Linked DNA regions of Mus musculus: region 2 is linked to region 1. Evidence: chromatin contacts called from public promoter capture Hi-C data. All regions are on one chromosome and are shown on one strand. Each heading gives the region's core, a stretch centred on a gene start, on an enhancer-like site or on the middle of the called end of the contact. The rest is flanking DNA. Distances are from core to core; before and after follow the strand shown. Region 1 holds the start of Mcpt2 (mast cell protease 2). Region 2 holds the start of Mcpt8 (mast cell protease 8).

Evidence for each region. Capture Hi-C pulls out chosen DNA fragments and counts their contacts.
Region 2: a contact with region 1 is called in a promoter capture Hi-C map of adipose tissue. The contact joins the promoter of Mcpt8 here to the promoter of Mcpt2 in region 1. A contact is called at or near these places in 8 of 39 promoter capture datasets (the 3T3-L1 cell line, cranial neural crest, embryonic stem cells and 4 more), 2 of 484 Hi-C or Micro-C datasets (the G1E-ER4 cell line and brain), 1 of 115 datasets of contacts at active chromatin or transcription factors (pancreatic cancer cells) and 3 of 9 other capture datasets (adipose tissue, liver and macrophages).

The regions. Positions count from the first base shown.
Region 1 is chr14:56,040,507-56,044,162 of GRCm38.p6, forward strand. Mcpt2 (mast cell protease 2) reads left to right here and starts at 1,617. Exons shown (of 5, transcript NM_008571.1): 1 at 1,617-1,702; 2 at 2,195-2,345; 3 at 2,857-2,992; 4 at 3,177-3,431. The coding sequence starts at 1,648.
Region 2 is chr14:56,083,491-56,087,156 of GRCm38.p6, forward strand. Mcpt8 (mast cell protease 8) reads right to left here and starts at 1,707. Exons shown (of 5, transcript NM_008572.1): 1 at 1,643-1,707; 2 at 313-460. The coding sequence starts at 1,697.

The DNA.
Region 1 (3,656 bases), core at 367-2,866:
TAGAAAACATTAGTATATATTTTTCTCTAATTCATATCACTCTGCTTAGATAGCTCCTTGTAGCTCTGAGGAAGCAAAGGAAGGAAATACAGAAGGATAGAGTTGGGGCCAGAACTCTCCTCAAGGGCACCCGGTTTCTGTCATGTGAAGAGGTCTGAGCTGTCTGCTCCAAGCCTGGGAACCAGCTGAGGCTTCATAAGATGGTCAATACCTCTTTTTACCAGACCTAGAATTTTTCTGCAAAGCTCCATGATTCTAGAACATCAAGTCCAATTATATGGTTCATTGAGATGCACAGTCTTTCAGTTTGAACAAGTGCTTGCTCGAGTTACTACATTAATCTAGCTGTACAATATCTTTTTCTGTGAAATGCATCACAATAAAATAGTTTTTATCTGTTAAAACAAGTTGTCTTTCTTATTTTGAACCAAAAATCATGTCCAAACCCATCATCTTAATTGACCAGATTCGTGAGTACTTAGACACAATGAGCCAACCTCTCTCTCTACACTGCCTGCTCCGTCACCCAAAGCTGTGCCTTACATTGCAGATACAAAAGACATTTTATTCTGTGATACCCTGAAAGTCCATTGAGTTCTCCATAAATGTATATTATAATGTTTATAGAAGAGACTTAGTAGAGGCCCATTGGACACACAAACTTTATATGCCCCAGTACAGGGGAACGCCAGGGCCAAAAAAACGGGAATGGGTGGATAGGGAAGTGGGGGGAGGCTATGGAGGACTTTTGGGATAGCATTGGAAATGTAACTAAGGAAAATATGTAATAAAAATATTAAAAATTAAAAAAAGAGAGACTTAGTATGATTAAACTTACAGAAGCTGCTCTCAACCTTGCGTCAGAGGGGTCAATTATCAGATATCCTTCACATTACATATTTTACATTAAATTCATAAAACTGTAGCAAAATTTTACTTATAAAGTGTCAATGAAATAATTTTGTGGCTGGGGTCACCACAATATGAGAAACTGTATTAAAGGGTCACACCATCAGGAAAGTGGGGAACCACTGACTTAATTAAGGTCTTGTTCATGCCCTATATGCTGTGTATTCAATATACTCTCCCCACATCTTTATCCCTCACAGCCACATTCTATCATGTCCTACTTATTTGAATAAAGATGAGATGCCCTCACACTGGTCAACACAAACAATAGCCTTCAGGCTGAATCAGCCCACCATCAGTTTTTGTAAATAAAATGTACTTGCTCTCCCCCACATGCTCATACACTACAGAAGTCTGTGTTTGTGTTTAACAGCAGAGGTGAGACTTCCCACATATGCAGCATGGGTCTCAAAGCTGACAATAATACCTGGATGCTTAGAAGAACCATTCCATGATCCCTGATCAAGGTCCCCCTCCCTTTGTGTGCTGTCCTGCTTCCTGGGAGCCACTTTGAAGGGTGCAGTCGACACCTTATCATGGGATGCAGGAGTCTCAGAATCTGGCCACAGACTCAACACCACCAGAGAGCAGTCATGAGAATTTCTGATAAGGAAAGTAGAGCTTGTCCAAACCAGATCTGTGGTTCCCAGCCCTGCCTTTCTCCCACATTGGATCTATAAAAGCAGGAACCAGGACAGCAACACCCTAGAAGCTCACCAAGGCCTCAACACTGGCAAAATGCAGGCCCTACTATTCCTGATGGCACTTCTTTTGCCTTCTGGAGCTGGAGCTGGTGAGTTTGTCTTCATCTCCCTAACCTCTGAGTTTTCAGAAACCAGCCTTCATCTCTTAGCTTTGGCAATAGAGACCCTAACATGAGGAAGTGTACTAAACTAACATAGTCAAGGGGAAATCTGTAGGTCAAAGAAGAATGAAAAACTAATTCCTCTTTAGAACATTTCCTCAAGTTGCTTCCTGTTCTGATAGGCAGCTCTTCTCTGGCCTTCCCTTAGTGTTGAGGAAGATCAAATGAGGGTGTGGAGAAATGTCTGATGAAGTAGAATGTCAAAAACATGAATGGGCATTGTGTTCTGAATGAAGGCTGATGGTGGACATGAACACTAGTGAGAAATTTAGACCAAAGGGCATGTGGAGGGGCCTGATTACCATGAGCGGTGGGGTGGGCTTAGAGTAGTTATACAGCTTTACCTCATCTTCCCTTGCTGGTGCTGTGTTGGGGTGTTCCACAAGTTTGTGACCAGGGACTGGGGTTTCTTTGTTCCAGAGGAGATTATTGGTGGTGTTGAGGCTAAACCACACTCCCGTCCTTACATGGCCTATCTGAAGTTCACCACTAAGAACGGTTCGAAGGAGAGGTGTGGTGGGTTTCTCATAGCCCCACAATTTGTGATGACTGCTGCACACTGTAATGGAAGGTAAGAGGCTTCTTCTCTTCCTGTGAGGAAATGCAGGAGCCAGAATCCCAGAGCAGCAGAGGCCTGAGGAAGTTTCAAGATGGGCTCTCCTTACACAGAGAGGAAAAAGGAGCACAGGGCCACATACTGGGTCATCTCATGTGTGGTCTCCATTTTCAGAGGTCAGAGCTTTACCAGGGCTCTAGTCAGGAGGAAAACTACAGCTTTGGCTTGTCCTGGTGTCACCAGAGCTCAGACATGGTGTGGGGTGTAAGTCAATGTAGAGTGCCAACTTGCCATGTGCAAAGGCATGGGTTCAATCCAAGTAGTGGGTGTGAAGTGTGGGGAGAGAGTTCTCAGTCCTGTGTTTGTCCAACCTGCCTCCTTCTCGCAAGGCTGTGGTCCTGGGAGCTCCATCTCTAGTCTCTCTCATGCTGCACTGGGACAGAACCTAGAGCCTGGTGCCCTTCTCCCTGGAAGGAGTCCTCCTCCCAAGAGCAGCATGCTTCACTGCTTCTTTCTCTGTCAACAGTGAAATCAGTGTCATCCTTGGAGCTCATAATATAAACAAGAACGAACCCACACAGCAGATAATAAAAACTGAAAAAACATTTGTTCACCCAAAGTTTCAGTACCTTTCGGGTTTCTATGACATCATGTTACTGAAGGTACCGTTATTTTTATTGCACTGTTTAAGTCTCCCAATTCTAACTCTCCTCCAGGCTCAGGCCTTCAAATTCTTTCTTCTCCAAATCATTTCCTCTGAACCTACTACTGAATTTCCAAGGGGAATGGCCCCTCGTCCAAGCATCCTTCACTACTTTGACATCTCTTCTCTCCTTCCCCCAACAGCTACAAAAGAAAGCAGAGTTGAATTCTGATGTGGATGTAATTTCATTGCCTAGTTCCTCTGACTTCATCAAGCCTGGGAAGATGTGCTGGACAGCTGGATGGGGGAAAACAGGAAAGAATAACCCTCTATCAGTTACCCTGAGAGAGGTTGAACTGAGAATCATGGATCAAGAGGCCTGTAAAGACCACAGTGATTACGATTATCAACTCCAGGTTTGCGCAGGCAGTCCCACAACATCAAAATCAATAGGACAAGTGAGTACACACCTGCTTTTCCTCCCCACTTCAGGCAACAGCATCAGAAGAGGAAGTGTGTCAAACAGCTCTCCAAGGCAGTGACTAATGACTGTGTTCTTTCATCTCCCTGTTCTCAAGCCCTTCCTGCAACCTTCCCATGAGGCTAGATATGAGACAGGAAGGGAGTAAGGGGAGACATGTTAGCAATGGGGTAAGGCCAGACAGGGGTGGGGGCAAATCAAT
Region 2 (3,666 bases), core at 457-2,956, 43 kb after region 1:
TGAAAAGAAGATGAGTTAAGTACAACAACAGGAGCAATGAAAGCAGTCCCTGAAAGGCAAGTTGAGGGTAGAGCTTGACTGAGTCAAATAGCAAGAGATTTATGAGGGAGTTGTTCCTTAGGTCTTCAATAACCACCCAGCCATTCAGACCCTTCACTGACACTATCTGGTCCTGAGTTTCACAACCACTTTAGGTCAAATAGGATATAGTCAGGTTGATCTTCACCTTTGGCTCTACACGTTTAGGGACAGCCAGGATCTGTTGTTATTTGGTTAGTCCCAGGCATCAAAGACCCAGTTGCTTCTCCTTACTTTCCATTACAGTGAGCTGCTGTCATTACGATGTCTCTTGCCACCAGGAAACCACCACAGCGATAGACTGATTTGCTGTCATTAAACCTTATGTATGCCATATAGGGCCGGGAGTGGGGTTTGGACTCTGTACCCCATATGATTTCCCCTGAAAAAGAGAGATTATTCTGAATCTTTGTGCTCATGGAAACTGTGCAACAGTTATCTGGAGGCTGGTAAGGGACACTTCATGCTTGGAGAGTCTGTGGACCTGATGTGTAAAGAGAACAGATTCTTTTGTAGGGGCTGTCACGCAACAAGAAAGGGTGTCTGGGTGCTGCGAGAGATCACACAAAGCCTGCTGCCTGGCATCACTTTCCTCTAGTTTTCAATTTCTTCTTGTAGTCATGATGGTGCCAAGACTTTTCCTTGAATCAAATTAAATCTCATGGACACATTAAGGAAGAATTCAGCACACACTGTCCAGACCATCTAGAACACACTCCAAACAACTACGGGTGTTCCTGTGTCTCATGATTCACCTGGTGTCCTGCTCACTTAAGCACTGGGCTCTGCCTGTAGTAAGCATGGTGCACTACTGAGTAGAAAACTCTGCTTCTCCTCTATTCTGATTCATGAGGCAGAGTAAGTACTCCACTTAGAGATAGGATTGTTGTGTAAACACTGATAAGCTCTCAAATGTGCTAAGCGAGTAGCTGGGACAAGAGCTCCTAATGTAGTCTAAGCTTCAGCATAGATTTATCTTCCTCAGGCATTGAACTAGCCTTCAGGATGAAGAAGGAAGGACACAGGACTCACAGGGATCATAGAGGGGGGAGAAAATGGGTTCGAGGATCCTACGTCTGCCTGTTTCCATCAATCTGTGAAGCAGAGATGAGGGCACACTTTCCTGGCTCTGTTAGATTGTGGCCAACTCTCATGGCAGACCTGTATGGTTCCAAAGAACAGAGACGAGATCAAGGTGACACCTGGAAACCTGAATAGAAGAATTCTTCTAGTCTTAATCCAGGTGGCAGCCCCTGGAGGAAGCCGCTTGCTCTTAGGTTTGTGCAGTTGGAACTTCCAGGCCTTTCTTTCAACTAGTAGGGTCCTATGATATTTTTATAATTCATTACTTTTAGGTGATGAGGTCTCACTCATCAGGTGCCACTGCCAGTAGGTCATTGTGACTTTGGTGTCCTATTTATCTGGTGCTAGAGCTGGGGCTTAGCTAACATCTCAGATGAACCAAGTCAGGAGGAGATCTTACATACAGTCTGACTGGGTACCATGCAGTTATCAGTGCTGGAAGCCACATGCCACACCTCTAGGGATGAGGATGGTTGCTTACCTCCTTCAGCGTTGACTGGCAGGGCAGCCACCAGGAGGACCAGGAGCAGGAACATCCTCTTCAGGGTCTGACCAGGTCTCAGTTGGCCACTTTGTTACTTCTCACAACTTTTAAACCATCAGGTGAGGAAAGAGGCCCAGAGCCAGAGACCTCTAATTTCCTGTGTGATATTTAAGATCTGAGTTCTTGCCACATCTGTGTGGTGACTGTACAGGAAACACACTGCTGTCAGTTACTGGTGAGCATGACCACATTCCCCACAGGAATGCTGGACACTGAGGAGGTGGAAGAGCCTATTGAGGCCTTCCACACTAGACAAGTCCCCTCTCCTGTCAATGCTCAGGGAACTGCAGTAGGATGCCTCTGTGTCTTAAGTTTATGATCAGGTAAACATTTCCTTAAAAAAAAAATAACATCTCACCGGGCGTGGTGGCGCAGGCCTTTAAGCCCAGCACTCGAGAGTCAGGGGAGGCGGATTTCTGAGTTCGAGGCCAGCCTGGTCTACAAAGTGAGTTCCAGGACAACCAGGGCTATACAAAAAAACCCTGTCTCAAAAAACAAAACCAAAAAAATAAATAATAATAATAATAATAATAACATCTCTACATACTATACTACTCTCTATGAAGAGTTTTGTTTTGTTTTTTTCCACAAGGACTTTTGATTTCCAATTTAAGCCAGGTGATCTATTAACACCCTGAGGGCTTTGAACATTTTGGGGGATGGGGTGAAGAGTGAAGATTTAGGATGAAATGCTATTGGGATGTTGATGACAAGAGGTAAAAAATGACTGAATGGGGAGCTTTATAGGGAGGATTTGACAGACAAATGCTCAGGGTCCCATGCCATAAAGACACTGATGTCCTCATCATCTTTGACATCTCAAAGATCTCAAATATTTTATCACCAAAGTAGTTAGTGGCACAAAAGTAGAGACAAAGAGCAGAAAGAAAGATGCGCTGTTGGTGGTGTTGAGTCTTGGCATTGGCAGTGTTCTTCACTGTCAAGGCAATCTGGTCCCCAGGGAAGACCTCGTGTGATGGGGCAGAGCTCTTTACTGTTTTCTTCTCTTTCTCTGCTGCGCAATCAACTGTGGTTCATCTCGAAGTTCTGAGTGTGCAGGTGCCTGGTTGATGTCCACCTTTGAGAGTAAAACTCAAGTGCATTTCTTCTTAGAATGCCAGAGTCAAACTGACATGGCGGAGACTGATGTTCCCTGCAATCTTGTCATTTAGTGTAGACATGAGACTGCTGAAGCAAGCTGCACGTGGTTCTCATGCTGACTTCGCATCTGTTGCACCAGAGCTGGAATATTCAGACACTTTCTCATTTGCATTGCCCGCCCAGGGGATACAACAGCGATTGTTGTTATCATATTAATCTGTTAATTATTTGTATCTTCTTCCCAACAATTTGCAAATGATGGACACATTCAGTAATGGTGGAGTAATTATTAAATATCTCTGTGATGCCAATACATCTGCTAAAACAAAATCCATAAGGCTATACACTAAGAAAATTAAAGATGCTAGATTATGATGCTACACCCACAGGCCCTGATTATCATTCAAAAGTATCTGGTCCTATGCTGTCACAATTTCCACTTCTGATTTCTTATATCTTGATAGTACTATCACATTTTCCTGGTAGTTAAACGTGTTTTGAGTTACTGGGGCAGGCTCTTGGGCTAGCCTTCTGCCTCCCACATGGCTCATGGTCCCACATATCAGGGCTTCCTGGGAACCAGTTCATACTGTCAAGCAGCCACCATGTGAGTGGCCCTCCTGCTCCCTGCAGCCCGTCTCAGAATATACTGCTGTTCTGAACAAGGGCTAGAGAGTCTGTGCATGAGCTTGGACACCATGTGGGGAAGGAAGTTTGCTCGTGTGAGGATTTCACTGATAAATCTGTAACTGCCTTAGGACTTTGTGAGTAGAAAGAAGAGAAACAAATGGGGCTGACCTTTTAATGGGATAGTGTATATAGAAGATCTACAGGGAGGTCTGGAAGGTAATGACAGAAGG